Linked DNA regions of Mus musculus: regions 1, 2 and 4 are each linked to region 3. Evidence: chromatin contacts called from public Hi-C and promoter capture Hi-C data. All regions are on one chromosome and are shown on one strand. The core of a region is the stretch at or near the end of the contact, and the rest is flanking DNA. Distances in the headings are between cores, read along the strand shown. Region 1 holds the start of Sun1 (Sad1 and UNC84 domain containing 1). Region 2 overlaps Ints1 (integrator complex subunit 1). Region 3 holds the start of Zfand2a (zinc finger, AN1-type domain 2A). Region 4 overlaps Dnaaf5 (dynein, axonemal assembly factor 5).

What was found. Promoter capture Hi-C pulls out the DNA fragments that hold promoters and counts their contacts. Hi-C and Micro-C count contacts between places; a contact is called where the count stands out from the background. Capture Hi-C pulls out chosen DNA fragments and counts their contacts.
Region 1: a promoter capture Hi-C map of liver shows a contact between it and region 3. The contact joins the promoter of Sun1 here to the promoter of Zfand2a in region 3. A contact is called at or near these places in 1 of 39 promoter capture datasets (pre-B cells), 6 of 484 Hi-C or Micro-C datasets (CD4 T cells, CD8 T cells, the HL-1 cell line and 3 more), 4 of 115 datasets of contacts at active chromatin or transcription factors (bone marrow-derived macrophages, effector CD8 T cells, memory CD8 T cells and 1 more) and 2 of 9 other capture datasets (adipose tissue and liver).
Region 2: a promoter capture Hi-C map of embryonic stem cells shows a contact between it and region 3, with 2.7 times the contacts expected there. The contact joins the enhancer-like site here to the promoter of Zfand2a in region 3. A contact is called at or near these places in 3 of 39 promoter capture datasets (cranial neural crest, embryonic stem cells and frontonasal cranial neural crest), 2 of 15 datasets of contacts at CTCF or cohesin (both in the NIH/3T3 cell line), 6 of 484 Hi-C or Micro-C datasets (bone marrow-derived macrophages, cortical neurons, embryonic fibroblasts and 2 more), 11 of 115 datasets of contacts at active chromatin or transcription factors (bone marrow-derived macrophages, embryonic forebrain, embryonic hindbrain and 7 more) and 2 of 9 other capture datasets (embryonic stem cells and macrophages).
Region 4: a Hi-C map of CD4 T cells shows a contact between it and region 3, with 4 times the contacts expected there. The contact joins the enhancer-like site here to the promoter of Zfand2a in region 3. A contact is called at or near these places in 1 of 484 Hi-C or Micro-C datasets (CD4 T cells), 2 of 115 datasets of contacts at active chromatin or transcription factors (large pre-B cells and memory CD8 T cells) and 1 of 9 other capture datasets (adipose tissue).

What each region holds. Positions count from the first base shown.
Region 1 is chr5:139,199,016-139,202,959 of GRCm38.p6, forward strand. It overlaps Sun1 (Sad1 and UNC84 domain containing 1), which reads left to right and starts at 1,622. Exons shown (of 23, transcript NM_024451.2): 1 at 1,622-1,684.
Region 2 is chr5:139,753,158-139,757,063 of GRCm38.p6, forward strand. It overlaps Ints1 (integrator complex subunit 1), which reads right to left. Exons shown (of 47, transcript NM_026748.2): 35 at 3,904-3,906; 36 at 3,287-3,374; 37 at 2,978-3,204; 38 at 2,720-2,843; 39 at 2,020-2,153; 40 at 1,750-1,942; 41 at 917-1,044; 42 at 304-416. Among named protein-coding and RNA genes, the nearest start is that of Mir7037, 13 kb to the right of the region's middle. Within about 2 kb of position 1,799, at least 9 of the 459 cell types and tissues checked have an H3K27ac peak or open chromatin away from gene starts, as enhancers often do.
Region 3 is chr5:139,482,046-139,485,880 of GRCm38.p6, forward strand. It overlaps Zfand2a (zinc finger, AN1-type domain 2A), which reads right to left and starts at 2,446. Exons shown (of 7, transcript NM_001159908.1): 1 at 2,232-2,446; 2 at 657-752; 3 at 1-15. The coding sequence starts at 711.
Region 4 is chr5:139,172,906-139,176,925 of GRCm38.p6, forward strand. It overlaps Dnaaf5 (dynein, axonemal assembly factor 5), which reads left to right. Exons shown (of 13, transcript NM_001081265.2): 9 at 1,221-1,368. Among named protein-coding and RNA genes, the nearest start is that of Dnaaf5, 25 kb to the left of the region's middle. Within about 2 kb of position 2,281, at least 89 of the 459 cell types and tissues checked have an H3K27ac peak or open chromatin away from gene starts, as enhancers often do. A contact at or near this core is called in adipose tissue and memory CD8 T cells, where this site is marked.

The sequences.
Region 1 (3,944 bases), core at 372-2,871, 280 kb before region 3:
TGGAAAAAATCAACATATTGTCAAACGCTTGCCATATAAGGAGGTGAGTGTGTGCATCCTGAGTGACTATCACAAGCTGCAGCAGCAGGCTATGTGGGCACATGCCTGTAATCCCAGCACTGGGCTGGAAAGAGAGGCATCCCAAGCCATCAATGGCAACAGACCCTGTCTGTGTGTAGATGTGTGCACATGCATGTGCCTTCACTAGTGTCTTTCCTTAGGAACCACCATCCACCTTGTTTTCTGAGACAGGATCTCTCATTGGGTTGGTTCCCATCAAGTTAAGTTAGTTTGGTGGCCAGCAAGCTCCAGGGATTCCAGTCTCTGCTTTCCAGCACTGAGATGACAAACATACAGCACTAGGCTTTTGGTTTTTTTAAATTCGTATTCTGAGATTGAATTCAGGTCTTTACGCTTACAGTGCAAACATTTTACTAACTAATCCATCTTCCCAGCTCCAGACCCTTTCTAAAAAGTGTAAAACCAGCCAGGCATGGTGGTAAGTGCTACTGGTCCCAGTGGAGGCAGGCAGAGCTACATAGCAAGTTCCAGGGCAGCCAGGACTACATGGAGACCCTCTCTAAAAAAAAAAAAAAAAAAAATTAATTAATTTTTTTAAAATGTAAAAGCCAAGGTCTGGAAGGATGGCTCAGCCATTAAGAGCACTTGCTGGTCATTCGGGGACTGTAGTTTGGTTGCCAGCATCCCCTTTTGGCAGCTCTGGGGCATTTGAGACCTTTGTAGGCACACACACACACACACACACACACACACACACACACACATTCATCATCCACTTAAACAGACATACACACAAACACACTTTTAGAAAAGAGTGAAAGCTAGCCAGCTGCCTGTGGCATATGGTAGTAATCTCAGTGCTTGGGAGGATAAAGCAGGAGGATTGTGGCAAACTGGAGGTCAGTCAGGGCTATGTCGTGAATTCTAGGCCACAGTGAGACAGTTAAAAAAGGAAAAACCAAGAGGGGCGTGGTGGCACACGCCTGTAAGTCCTGCTTCGCAGAGGCTGGCTTATCTCTGCGAGTTCAACGCCAGTCTGGTCTACAGTAGAGTTTTAGGGCAGTCAAGGTTACAGAATAAAACCCTGCCTATAAACAAAACAAATGCAATTCAAGGTTTTGCAAAACTGCGCAAGTGAGAGAGGGCCTGGTGGGTGGAGTCCCCAGGAGAAAAGGCTCTGGCTTCCAGCCCGCAGGGCAGGGCAGGGCAGGGCGTCGGAGGTTTCCTGCAAACGCTACGCGGGGACAACTGAGAAGAGGATGTGTTTGGGAGCCCACTGCTCCTTCAGCAGGAGTCGGATCTTCTGGGCCCACTGAAGCCCTGCCTGGAACTCAGCGCGCGCGTGCGCCTCTGCACAGAATCCTAATTCTAACGCCACCGGAGAGGAGCAGCCTCCCTAGGTGCGGCCCCTCAAGTCCCAGCGCGCCCGCTCCGCCCACTGACGCCACACGTCCCGCCCTTTCCCCGCCCCCCGCAGGGCCGTGGCGGGTCAGCGGCCTCCCCATTGGCCTGGAGCTTCAGCAGGCGCGCTTGGGATTGACGGACGTTCGCGTCGCTCCCGCCTCCGATCCCGGCGCGGCGCGCGATTGGCTGTAGATGTGGGGAGTCTTCGGTCCCGGGCCTGGGCGGTGCGGACGAGGCCTGAGGCGGCGGCGCGAGGCAGGTGAGCTGCGGCCAGCGGGCTGTAGGGGACGAGTAGGCGGGTGGGCGCTGCGGACTCCTCTCGGGTACTAGGGACTGTCTCAGGGCGGGCCGGGATGTAGGTTGCAGGGATGGCCCCAAGTGGGAACCGCCAACTGGCCACGACGCGCGTGACGCCCTTCGCGTTGCCAGGCCGCGCGCGCCCCGGCGCCCTGAGTCCAGTTGTCTCGTGTGCCCGGGCACTCTGGTTCCCCTTCGCCCCGGACCCCTGCGTGTTGGGTTCCGGGGTCTCCTGCCACCCGTCGAGGCGCACCCACGCAGGCGCCATCCCCGGGGCGCTCCCTTCTGGGGCACAGGTGTTGTAGGTGCGGCGATGGGCGCGGGCCCGGTAGCGAGTCCCTGGCCTGCACACCCTGCCACCAGCTTGTTATCCCGTGTTAGTTGCCTTCGCCCCCAGCCCGGCACGCAGGACGGTACCAAAGCTGGCCCGCTGGAGCTTTTTTGGATGCAGCCGGGGGGACCCGATGCAGTCAGCCCGGCGAACTTTGGTGCTCCCCGCTGTGTAGAGTGAAGTGTAGTCCTGCGGTGTGCGCTTCGCGCCTCCTGGACCAAATACTAATTAGATTTTACCATTCCGTCCATTGCACCGGTGTCGAATTTTAACCTGACTGTTCATACATTTTAGATCTCTCCTAAGGTCTTTTCTTTTTTCTTTCTGCGTCCCAACCTCATGTTCCTTTTCGGTCCTTTGTTTGTGTCAGGAGACAGGGTCTCATTTACGTACTTCTGACTGTCTCGGCTGTGTAGACCAGGCTGGTCTCACAAAGATCCAGACTGTGTCTGCTTCCTAAGTGCTGGGGTAAAAGGGATGTGTGCAACTAAGCTGGCATCTTGAAACAGGTCCTCAGATAGCCCAGGCCCGCCTAGAATTGACTATATAGTAGAAGATGATCTTGAGTTCCTAACCCTCTTGCTTCCACGTACCTAGGATTAGATCACAGGTGTGCACAGCCCTGTGGGTCCAGCCCTGGGTATGTTCTTGAGCAGAGTTGCAGTAATTTCTGGTTCTTCTCTCTTTTGGTTTCCTCGGCCAGGCCAGTCTTGAACTCTTTGCTTTTTCGAGACAGGGTTTCTCTATACAGCTCTGGTGATCCTGGAACACCCAGAGATCCACCTGCCTCTGAACCCAAGTGCTGGGATTGAAGGCGTGTGCCACCACTGCCCGGCTCAGGCCGGCACTTTTATAGCGTGCAGGCTGTGGAGAACTCTACCCAGGCTGTGGGGACTGGGCATGAGTCTATGCTCTAGTCACCAGAGGGTCTGATAGGATCGTCTGCCCTACCTTTTTGGTCGTTAGGTTTTTGTTGGGGGTAGGTCTTTGGTAGCTCCAGCAGGCTCTTAGTTGCAATCTGGGTGCTGTGCTTCCAGCTCCCCAGTGCTGGGGTCACAGGTGTGTGGTCCCATGTCCTCACTGGAGAGTTGGGCCAGAGATTTGGAGAGGTACTTTTTATTTCCCGAAGGTTGGCGGCCTCAGTTTATTTATTTACCCTTTGTTTTTCCTGGGAGAGAGCAGAAAGGGGATGAATGTGAAAGCCAGCTGCTGTGTGTGCTTGCGTGCGTGCATGCGTGGGTGGGTGGGTGACTCCCCTTTTAACTGTATACAGCGTTATGCAACTATCACCATTATCTAGTTCCACGGCTTTTCACCACCTTAAAGGTAAAGCCAGAGCCCACCCGCTTTCCTCCTCCCTGTCCGTTAGCTTCTGCTTACAGCCTGTGTGTGCGCCTGTTCTAGTTAACTCATTTAAGGCTCATCCGTGCTGTGTAGCATGTGCCCCTACTCTATTACTTTCTGTGGCTGAATTGTTTCCCACTGTATGGACCTATTAAATATTTAACAAATACTTTCTATCACATTTTATTCACATGAATGTTTGCTGAGGTCAGGGGACAATTTACTGGAGTCACTTGTTTCCTTCGCCTGTGTAACTCCTGGGGGGGACTAAACTCAGGTCATCAAGTGTGGTCGCAGTCACACTGAACCTCCTCGAAGGCCTTATTAAATCCTCTTTATCCACATCAGTGGATTTAGTGCTGCCAGGAACATGGGAACAAGTTTGTGTTTGAACACCTGTTTTCGTGTGTGTGTGTGTGTGTGTGTGTGTGTGTGTGTGTGTGTGAGAGAGAGAGAGATTGTGGAGGCCTAAGGTTGATGTAGGGTGCCTATCTCAATCATTCTCTATCTTTGTTTTTAATCTTTTTTTTTGTGTTTTGTTTTTTGT
Region 2 (3,906 bases), core at 549-3,048, 270 kb after region 3:
AGCGTCCCACCTGTGGAGCATGAGCCACCATCAGGCAAGTGAGGTAGGTGTAAGACCTTGACCTAAGGACCAACCTGCCCGGGCAGCACACGGGAAACATCCAGAAAGGTAATGTCTGAAGCAGAACCAAGCATTTCCATGAGGCGGCTCTGTTCAGTCAGCTTGGTCATGGCACCGTGCGCGTACACGCACGTGCGCATACACACACACACACACACAGAGGACAGATGAAGCTTCAGGGCTCAGCCACACCCACCAGGACCCTCCCTACAACCCCCCCCAAGAGCTCACCTGTCTGCTTACCTTCGCCTTCCTCATCCAGGCCTTGGTCAGTTCTCCCATCCCGGCTGGGCAGGCTGAGCCCTGCCAGTAAAGACTTCAACATCACCAGGTCACTGTTGTCAAAGGACAGGTCACTGTGGAGGAAGCACGGGTTCACTTCAGAGGAGGGCAGGCGGGGAAGAGTGCCAGGCAAGGAGAAGCAGCAGGGCAGGAAGGAGGGCCTGGGGTTAGGCAAGTGCAAAGAGAAATGGTAGGGAGGAGGGGTGAGTGAGGAGGAGTGAATAGGGAGGAGGGGTGAATGGGGAGGAGGGGTGAGTGAGGAGTGAATAGGGAGGAGGGGTGAGTGAGGAGTGAATGGGGAGGAGGGGTGAGTGAGGAGTGAATAGGGAGGGGTGAGGAGGAGTGAATGGGGAGGAGGGGTGAGTGAGGAGGAGTGAATAGGGAGGAGGGGTGAGGAGGAGTGAATGGGGAAGAGAGGTGAGTGAGGAGGAGTGAATGGGGAGGAGGGGTAAGGAGGAGCAAGTGGGGATGAAGCTGAAGGCTGCAATTCAGACCAGAACATTCACTGTCTGGACTGCCCCTCCTGGCTCCAGTGTGGGGCCACTGGCCAGCCTGGGCAGGTGTGGGGACTCACTGGAGGGGCTCTGCGTGCTTCTGCAGGAAGGCCACGGCTGCTGGTGCGCTGCAGCCCACGTACTTGTGGATGAACTGAACGAACTTGCTAATGAAGGGAGCCAGGTGGCGGGAGGACTTCCGGTAGTTCTGTAGAGAAGGCAGAACCACCAGAGGCTTCCTCAGACCCTCTACACCATACATGACCCCCATGACAGCCATGAGCACAGAGCTAGCCTGACTGGGGCCTGATGTTTTGTTTTTTATTGAACGAATGTTTTGCCTGAATGTATGTCTGTATGTCTGTGCACTACATGGGTGTCTGGTGTCCTGGAACTAGAGTTTCTCATGCTTGTGAGCCACCATGTGGGTGGTGGGACCCAAACCAGGGTCTTCCTTTGCGAGAGCAGCTAACGCTCTCTAATCTCTAAGCCCTCCTTCCAGCCCCTGAGTCAGACCCTGATATTGCCTCAATATTATAGCCAAGGCTGGTGCAGAACTTACAATTCTCCTGCCTCAGCTACCCTCGTGCTGATTGCAGGTGTGCTACTCTGACACCTGGCTGGCCTGGCTTTTGTTTTCATAATATTATGTATATACTAGGCATATGACACCAACAAATAGCACCCATGGGACTTGAATGTGGATTCCCCAGGCAGGGGATACTGGGGCTTAGGAGCCTCAGTGAAGAGCTGGTCTTCAGACAGTGGAGACAGAAGCCACTGGGCAGTGGCCTGGCTTTGGCCCTGGCTCCAGGCTGTCCTGTAGGAGCAGAAGGGAGTCAGGCAAGGACAGGAGGGGCCATGGGAGGATGTACGGCTGAGGAATGTGGGGGACAGTCTGCCTGGCACCCACCAGGAGCAGGCGGATAAAGGATCGCAGGCAGTCCCAAAGCGCCCCCTGGTGTTCGCTCTGGAACACACGCGGCTGCAGCAGCTCCAGGATGCCCAGCACATGCAGGAAGAAGGCCAGGTGGTTCTGCTGCCGGAACTCCTGGAAGTTCAGATGAGTGCGGCCGTGCAGGAGGGCTGCGATCATGGGCAGGTGCCTGGGCAGAGCAGAAGAATGTCCCTGGTTACACCTTCCCCCGAGTCACCCAGCACCACAGGCTGTGACAGCACGCACCTCAGCAGCAGGACGGGGTGGGCCACAGCCAGCTTCCGGCAGGCCATGTTGGCGTCAGCCACTCTGCTCTCAGAAGACCGGGAGTCGCTGGTGTCTGCCAGGAGCGTGATGAAGCGATGGACGAGGCCGTCCAGCTAGGGGGAGGGGAGACTACTTGCCTATACACCGTCTGAACTCCCCCTACCCCCTCATGGCCCAGGACATCACGCAGCAGCAGACACACGCTCAGCACGGACACTCTAGCGATCACACCAAAGGCAGGAGCTCATGTGGCCCCTCACACAAAACTCCAGAGGACGCAAGCTGGTCTGCCCTGCTGAGGCACAGTGGAGCTGGCCAGAATGGGTAGGAGGTGGAGACCTCTGGGGTACTCTGGGGTGACAGTGCACGACCCTCGTGATGGAGGCCATGGCCCCATATTGTCCACATGACACACATGTGCTGACTCCTGTCTGCCCACAACCTGGGTACAGAAAGGGGAAGGGGCATCCCTCTGCCCCAAGCTGCATCCAGAGGAAGAGCCTAGCACAGTAAGGTCTAGCTCTGGTGAGGTGAGCTAAGGTGAGACTGATGGCACCCCCACTCCAGGCTCTATGGGGACTATGCCCCTCACCTTGTGGTGAGGTTGATGGTGCAGCCCCCCCCCCGCACCCCATCCTCCAGCCCCCACCCCCTGCTCTGTGGAGACTGTGTCCCTCACCTTGCAGATGCTGCTGCTGGTGGCACCTTCACTTTGCAGCAGGACCTCGGGCACTGGCACCCGGACCTCTGGCCGCTGCAGGTACAGTTGCAACAGCAAGTCTCGGCAGCGCTGGCCCAGCACACTGGAAAGAGCAGAGGGGAGAGGGACTGGGTCACTGGGATGGTGTGGCCAGGGGAGGGACATGTACTGAAGGAGCCACTCCCAGGTGACACAGCAGCCATCTATGGCAAGGGGACACAGTGGGGACTCAGGTACCTGTCCCCCCATTGCTGGATGCAGCTGGTCAGGTGCTCGGTCACTTTTCCAATGCTCTCATCATTGCTACGGCAGCAGCTAAGCAGCAGGGGCAGCCGGGTCTGGATAAGGGTGCGTGCAGCACTGTCCCCATCCTGGCTCCTGGTCTCTGCCTCGGACAGGATAAGCTCCACCAGGCTGAGCAGCTCTGGGCCCTGCACGTGGAGCACCAACTCCTCCCGCCGCTTCTGCAATCAGGAGGCTGCAGGTCAGCCCCAGGATGTGTGTGCAGCCACCACCCATGGGTTGGGCTAACCTCTTGAGACCTGCCTGTGGAGTGCGCTGGTCCCGGCCCTGCCAGATCCGGGGGACATGGATACAGGCCCAGAGGAAGTCCAGGGATGCTGAAGGGTCGAGCCTGGGAGGAGCAAGCAATGCCAGGGTAAAGTTCCTAAAAAAGGGACCTCAGTAGAGGGCCACCTCTGTCCTTCTGAGGAGTCCCTAGTCTTTGGTCTCCCTGACCCACACACTCCCAGGTCTTGTGTTTGTGAGCTGGGCACCTGATGGTTCCTATGAGAAAACTCAAGCACAGCCTGTGCCCACACTATGGGCCTGTCACAGTCAAGGGACCACAGGCTGGATGGGCAGCTTGCCACAGCTCTTTTGCCTCCTGTACCATGGCGTGGACGTAAGCCAAATTCTCCACAGACAAAAATGTGCCAAGGAGATGGGAGGGCCTGGACTGTCTACCCCTAGGTGAGGGGCTGGGCACCAAAAGCAAAATACTGGCCCTGCTATTGAGGGCTTGCAGGTGCCCAAGGCACTGAGCACAATAGCACCCCCCTCAGGAGATGCTGCCCTGAATAGAGGTGGAAGGGACACAATTCATGGTTCACACAAAGTTGCATCCAGGCCGAGAGGCTCCTGGGGTCTGCAGTTGGCCTCACCTC
Region 3 (3,835 bases), core at 1,196-3,695:
TTATTGGCAGAAAATCTAAAAAACAAAAATCAGGATAAAACGGTAAGTCCTCTGAAGAACTGGAGTCTGAGAGACAGACACATCCCGGAGGTGGCACATGTGAGAGAAAACAACTTTGGGCCATAAAATTAAGAAACAAACAAACAAACAAACAAACACCACAAACAAACAAACAAACAACCCAGACAGGGTCCTATTTAGTGCAGGCTGTCCTGGAACTCATATGTAGCCTAGGAGGACCTTGAATCTCTGCTCCTCCTGCCTGCACCTCTCCAGAGCTTCAGACATGCTGGACACGTGCTGTACCACCTGAGCAACAACCCCAGTCCCAAAGGTAGAAATGCAGGAAGGTCAAGAGACAATGAAGGCCCCACAAATGTCTTCACGTCTTTTCAACACAGATATCATCTCTTGTGGCATCGCAACCATCCAAGCTGCCTTTGTTATCTGCAAAGCCCTGGTGGCTATTGCGTGGCCTTAAGGGGTCATTAACTTGCAATTCTGAGCAGACCCTGTGTTCCTGCACCAGAGTTTTCATGCTGAGAAGCTAAACCAGGACAGAGGCCAACTAGCGAGAGAGTGCACCAGCCAGGTGTCCTCCGCAGAGCAGCCAATGTAATGCTGTTTCCCTAGCAAGAGCCCCCAAAAGTTCTTACCTAGCTGTTTGCAAGTTGGTTCTGAACAGTGCTTCCCCAAGTCAGGAAACTCCATTATAAATGCTGTCCAAAAACACAGATGTATTTAAGTATCACCTGTGGGAATTAGAAGAGAATGAGGTTCTGAGTTGGACCCCAGGGCCTGTCACCTGCAGCCAAAGAGCACAGAGAAGCTATTTGTGAGAAGCACGGGAAACCCAAACCATCCTGGGGCCATGGGAAAGACTGCCATCTCATAAATTCTCAGCAAAGAGCAAAGTGGTCGTTTCATCATAAATACCAAGCCTTGGGTTAATAAGAGAATGCTCTGCGTAGCATGTGGGAGGGGGAAGTTCTAGGTTCAATCCCCAGCTCTGGCAAAAACAAAACAAATGTGGTGAGAGAAAGAAAGGCTTCCCGTATGGAGTCCATAGCTGCCACTGAAAATTATGGTCTCCTTGGAACTCAAGCTGCAGTCTCAACTCCTCAATACACTTGTTGACATCAACAAGATTCGGTGCCAGGTGCTAAGTGGCATCAGTTGACTATGCTCCCCAGAGTAGGCTGTCCCTTGCCTCTCCCTCCCTCATGCCTTCAGTTTTACTTTGTGCACACGCCATAATGACATCAGGCCAGGGCCGATCAAGGCAAGCGGCACTTTAATTAACCACAAGAAACAGACAAGCAGAGAGGCTGGCATCCCGGAGACCAGGCTTGAAGCAAAGTCTCCTCCAAGTCCTGTCACCTATCAAATGACTCGAAACTCTTGCACTTTCCACAGGTCAAGTCCCCAAAGAGCTTTTCACATCTTTCTATTACTTTCTCTGCTGGGAACTTCTTATCTACTCCTTGTTGAGAACTCTCAGGCTTCAGAAGACATCTATTTGACTTGTCAAGGACCAGTCTACAGTGTCACTTCCTCAAACGTCACCTCTAACACCTCTAAGCCAATTCACTTCCCACCCTTCCCCCTTCCTTTCCTACTGCATTTAGTGGTTAGGGTGGATCTCATTCCTGTCGGGGAGGAAACCTTTTAAGTCGTGCACAACAGAATCCGCATTATGAAATGTTTTTGTTCAAAGCAAGCAGCACGTGACGTATTACCAAATGACCACCGACTGTTTCTTTTCTCCCCCCCCCCTTTTTTAAACAGGGGGCCGGGGGCCTAGGACAGACGCTATTTTGTAGTGCTGGCTGTCCCTTAACCCGTTTTGTAGATCACTTTGGCTATCAACTCGGAGATCCGCCTGTCTCTGCCTCTGGAGTGCAGGGATTAAAGGCACGAGCCACCATGCCCTGCTAGTAGACTGTTTCATGAAAGTGTGTCTCACTACTTAGCTCAGGTTAGCCTGGAGCTTGTGATCTAATAACTCAACTCCCCAGCGCTGAGACTACAGGCCTGCAACAACCACTATGCCTGGCTGCCGCGACAATGGCTCAGGGCAGTTGACCTGGGGATGTGAGATGTCACTGTGCTGAGACAGTAACTCCTTGATGGCCAGGCCACGAGAAATCACAGCGCGGAGACGCCAGCCCCTAGTTCACCAGCTCCCCGGGCCCCAGCGGCCCGCAACCACACCGGTACCTGGCACTCACGGGTAGTCAGAGGCGGAGACAGACAAGCGGTGCCCTTTGTGGTTATCCCGGTGACACCGCAGTAGAAACTGCAGCTCCAATCGCCGCGAAGCGCCCGACTTCTCTCAAGGCCGGAAAGCGTAGCATTGCCCCTGCAGCAGCCTGGGCCATTTATCCCCAGCCGACAGATCCAGAGTCATACATCCTGGGCGTTCCCGGCGCGCTCTGATGACGCCACACCAACACCAACCAATCCCCTAACATCTAGAGTCGGCCCGCCAGCGCGCCCAAAATGTCATCGAAGGCCAGCCAATTCCTTCGTGTTATGACCCCCAGAGGGCTGGGCGCCGTGATGACGTCACTTACATGTCACCAATCCAGCAGTTCTACGGCCTTTTCGTCCCTCCCTATCCCCCCGCCTATTTTCTAGAACAGTCAGGCAACATCTCTAGCTTAGGCTGAGTCGTGGTGAGGCAGCTCTGGGTGAGGTGACAGGCTTGCCTGTACCTGAGAGCCTGAGACAGGACCCGGCCGGACGTGAGAATCCTGTGTCTCAGTAGGAGTTCCCTGAGGGCTGGGATCGCGGTATGCACAGATTGATGGCCCATTTGTGAAGCTGTAAGGATCCCAGGACTCGGGGAGGCAGAACGCCAGGGACAGGTCATCTGAACAAACATGCCTTGGAAAAGTGAGGTCCAGTCTACAGAAGAATTACAAGATGATACCCAAAATGCCTGTATCTCTGTTACCAGAGTTGCTGGAGCACGGACTATGCATGTGATTTAAGAAAGATGTTCAGGGCTGGTGAGATGGCTCGGTGGGTAAGAGCACCCGACTGCTCTTCCGAAGGTCAGGAGTTCAAATCCCAGCAACCACATGGTGGCTCACAACCATCCGTAATGAGATCTGACTCCGTCTTCTGGAGTGTCTGAGGACAGCTACAGTGTACTTTAAATAAATAAATAAATAAATAAATCTTAAAAAAAAAAAAAGAAAAAAAAGAAGAAGAAGAAAGAAAGAAAGAAAGATGTTCAAGCCGGGCGGTGGTGGCGCATGCCTTTAATCCCAGCACTCGGGAGGCAGAGGCAGGCGGATTTCTGAGTTTGAGGCCAGCCTGGTCTACAAAGTGAGTTCCAGGACAGCCAGGGCTACACAGAGAAACCCTGTCTCGAAAAAAACCAAAAAAAAAAAAAAAAAAGAAAGAAAGATGTTCAAGTGTTGCTGACCCAAGCTCGAGAATACCAAAGATCTGTGGGCTAGGCTAATAGACCCAGAATACTACTGCTCTGTCCTGATTATTTATGTTTTTAATTAATTATTTATTTATTTCTCAATCTGACATAAACTGAGAAGAGGAGACCACAGTTCAGGAAATAACCTCTATAAGATTGGCCTAGGAAGTACTTTTAAGTTAGTCATTAATATGGAAGGGCTGAGCTCCTTGCGAGTAGTACCACCCCTAGGCTGATTATCCTAGGTGCTATAAGAAAGTAAAAATCAGGCCAGTTGGATGTGTACACCTATAATCGCAGCATGTGGGAAGCAGAGGCAGGTGGCTCTCCTAGTTCTTGTCCAGCTTGGCCAACATTACTTTTTGCTTTGTTTTTTAAAAAAGATTTATTTAC
Region 4 (4,020 bases), core at 1,031-3,530, 310 kb before region 3:
CAGGTCCACCTGCCTCTGCCTCCTCATTGCCGGGATTAAAACTGGGTGCCACCATGATGATGTAATCTTGGCCCTTGGAGAGGTAGAGACAGACCAATCTCTGGGACTCCGTGGCCAGTCAGCCTAGCCTAAGCGTTAAGTCTCAGGTCCATGAGAGACCCTGCCTCAAAACAAGAAGGTTGATGGTCACTAATGAACAATTGGAGGCTAAGATATTGTCTCAATTCAGGGCTTAATAATAAATCCTGTGTCAAAAGAAAAAGGGGGCTGGAGAAATGGTTCCACCATTAAGACCTCTTCCTGCTCTTGCTCTCAAGAGACCTGAGGCTTGGCTCCTAGCACCCATGTCATGTGGCTCTAACCCCTGTGACTCCAGCTCCAAGAGGGTCATTGCTTCCGGCCTGATACTGCAGCCATGCACACAGCCTCAGGCACACATGAACAGTATTAAAAATAATGAAGTTATTTTTTTAAAAGATTAATTTATTACGTATAGTGTTCTGCCTGCGTGTATGCCTGCAGGCCAGAAGAGGACATCAGAGTGAGCCACCATGTGGGTGCTGGGAATTGAACTCAGGACCTCTGGAAGAGCAGCCAGTGTAATCTCTGAGTTCTCTCTCTAGCTTCCTGAAGTAAAAAAAATTAATAATAATAATTTAAGGAAGAATTTAGGCCGGGCGTGGTGGCGCACGCCTTTAATCCCAGCAATTTGGAGGCAGAGGCAGGCGGATTTCTGAGTTCAAGGCCAGCCTGGCCTACAAAGTGAGTTCCAGGACAGCCAGGACTATACAGAGAAACCCTGTCTCGAAAAAACCAAAAAAAAAAAAAAAAAAAAAAAAAGAAAGAAAGAAAGAAAGAATTTAGGGGGCTGGAGAGATGGCTCAGCGGTTAAGAGCACTGACTGCTCTTCTGAAGGTCCTGAGTTCAATTCCCAGCAACCACATGGTGGCTCACAACCATCTGTAATGGGGTCTGACACCTTCTGGGGTATCTTTCAAAAAAAAATAATTTAGAATAATTTAGAAGTTGTAAAGAGAAGCTGGATTTGTGTCTTGGTCACATAGGGAGGGCGATGCTGGAGTTTGTTAGTGTCCTCAGCAGTTGGGAGAGCAGCATGTCAGGAAGGCGAGCCATGGCCTGTGGCTTGCAGGGCTCCTACCCCAGCAGTGAGGCCTGGGAAGCCATCGGTGGCCTGCTGCAGCCCCTGTTCTCTTTCCTAGGCCCGGCTGTGGGAGAAGCGCTGCAGCATGTGATCCCCACCCTCAGGGCCTGTCTCCAGCCCTCCACAGACCCACACATGCGCCTGAAGCTCTTCTCTATCCTGTCCATGATGCTGCTGAGGCCTAAGGACACTGTCGATTCTCAGGGGTAGGTCGACCCTCAGGTCTGTGTACAGCCCACGTATGTGTTGGATGGGTCTTCCCACGACCCCCTGGGCAGGGCCCCCAAGGTCTAAAGTCCGGGCTTCTTGGTGGTCTGTATCTCTAGAATCCACCCCACTAGGTAAACAGTGATCTTGGTGAGTATACCACAGAGACACAGACAGTAAATCAAAGTCACTTTAGAGGAGTCATTAAAATTCCATCGAGTGAGAAAGTTTTAGGGCGCATTAACTATTAATGGCTTCTGTTTCGGCTGTTCTGTTTTAAAAGGCTTTTGGCACCTTTCAGACCTAACAGACCTGACTAAATTAGCATTGATGGTGAAGGCTTAAGGGTAGTCTGTTATCTCAGAAAAGCTCAGGGGCAGCTCTGCAACCTAAGAGCCTCAGATTTTATGGCTTTGAAGTAAAGGGAAAGTGGAACAAAGAGCTTAGGAAAGAACAGGCTCTCAGGGGAGGAGGGAAGCAAGCCAAGACACACACACACACACACACACACACACACAGCAGCTCATCCTGGAGAGGAGGGTAGAGCGAGGACACACACACACACACACACACACAGCAGCTCATCCTGGAGAGGAGGGTAGAGCGAGGAGACACGCACACACACACACACACACACACACACACACACACACACACCCCTCCCTCTCCTTGGTTCATTGAACAGACTAAGATTCAAATCACTCTGGGACCTTCCAATCCTGACCCTTGGCATCCTGGGTCTTGCAGATGGAGACCTGAGAACTTAAGCCCTGTGCGAGCTCCTGGGATGCCACCTCCCCCCACCTCACCCCATCCCCCACCCCCAAAATCAAAAAACCTGTCACTGTGAAGTGTGGTAAGCAAACTATAAAGTTCCCTATGAGTTTCTCATTCTAACCTTTCTCCTTCGAGTGCACTCTTAATGTGGGGCTGACTGCCAGCCTCTCACACGCTGCAGGAAATTCTGTTTCCTGCGATCTAAAAAACCTCAGGGCTGAAAAGGGACCATAAAAAGGTATTAATGAGCGTCTTGGCAACAGGCCTTCGGGCAGGCGTGTACACAGGAGTGGAGTGAGAGAATGGCTGAGCTGCCACCAGACTGTAGCCTTTTCTACACACCCAGTATGCTGAGGAACACTGCCACCCCTGACCCACAAACACAGCTGCCAGGTTTGGGCCAGGTTCCCAGTGACACACTTCAGACCTCTCCAGGGATCAGGTCAGTCTAGAGAATCCAATTATGCAGATGACTTACTGAGTGAGAGATTGCTACTGTTTGGGTAGGGACAGTTTGAAAATAGCATTGTCTTAGTGTTCTATTGCCATGACGGAACACCATAATCAAAAGAGATTTAAGGAGTTTATTTCACTTGTACACGGTCCACTGAGAGAAGTCAGGACAGAAAGCTGGAGCTAATGTAGATGCCACTGAAGAGGGCTGCCTACTAACTACTTATTGGCTTGCTCTGCCTGCTGTTTTATAGCACAGGAGCCCTGTGGTAGCACCACCCACAATGGGCAGGTTCCTCCCATCTCAACCACTAATTAAGAAAATGCCCTGCAGGCTTGCCTACAGCTAGATCTTAGAGAGGCAGTTTTTCAGTCGTGGTCCCCTTAGAATTAGTCTCTCAGCTGAGTCTAGTTTGTGTCAAGTTAACATAAAACTAGTCAGTACAAAATATTATTTGGTTTTGATTTATAATCACAGAATGGTAGAATGAAAGGTTGGTTGTCCAGTCAAGACTCAGTCTAAGGATGTCATCTCTGGCAGGGAGTCAGGATTCTTAGAGAAGGCTCTCTCAGCAAGCCAGAGTGGTAGCACCACCACATCCACCTACCACACAACCGGAGACTCCCACTCCCCACCCCTTCCTTGCACTCTTGCCTGAGCTATGGAGATGCCTGTGAGAGAGTTGGAGGGGACTACAGAAAGCTCTACCGAAGCCACTGCCTTTGCAGGGGGCCTTTGCTTCAGTGCTTGTGGTAGCCTTGAAGTAAAATTTGGTGTAAATTCTGGACTGGAGCCCAGTGAGTAAAGGCATTTGCTTCCAGACCTGACTACCTGAGTTCAGGCCTCAGGGCCCACATGGTAGAAGGAAACCAACTCCTGCAAGTTGTCCTCTGACTTCCGTGTGTGCACTGTGGACGTGTAGTACACGAGTGCAATAGATAAATGAAATGTAATGCAAAGTTAAGAAACAAGATCGGGGCCTACGGCCTAGGAATGTGGCTTAGCTGGTAGAGTGTTTCTCTAGCTCACAGGAAGCCTTGTATTCCTTCTCCAACACTGCATAAACTCAGAGTGGTGGTGTACGCCTGCAATCCCAGCACTCAGAGTGGTGGTGTACGCCTGCAATCCCAGCACTCAGAGAGGTGGTGTACGCCTGCAACCCCAGCACTCAGAGAGGTGGTGTACGCCTGCAATCCCAGCACTCAGAGTGGTGGTGTACGCCTGCAATCCCAGCACTCAGAGAGGTGGTGTACGCCTGCAACCCCAGCACTCAGAGAGGTGGTGTACGCCTGTAATCCCAGCACTGAGTGGTGGTGTACGCCTGCAATCCCAGCACTCAGAGTGGTGGTGTACGCCTGTAATCCCAGCACTCAGGAAGTGGAAGCAGGGGATCAGGTATTCCAGGCTAGCCTAGACTATA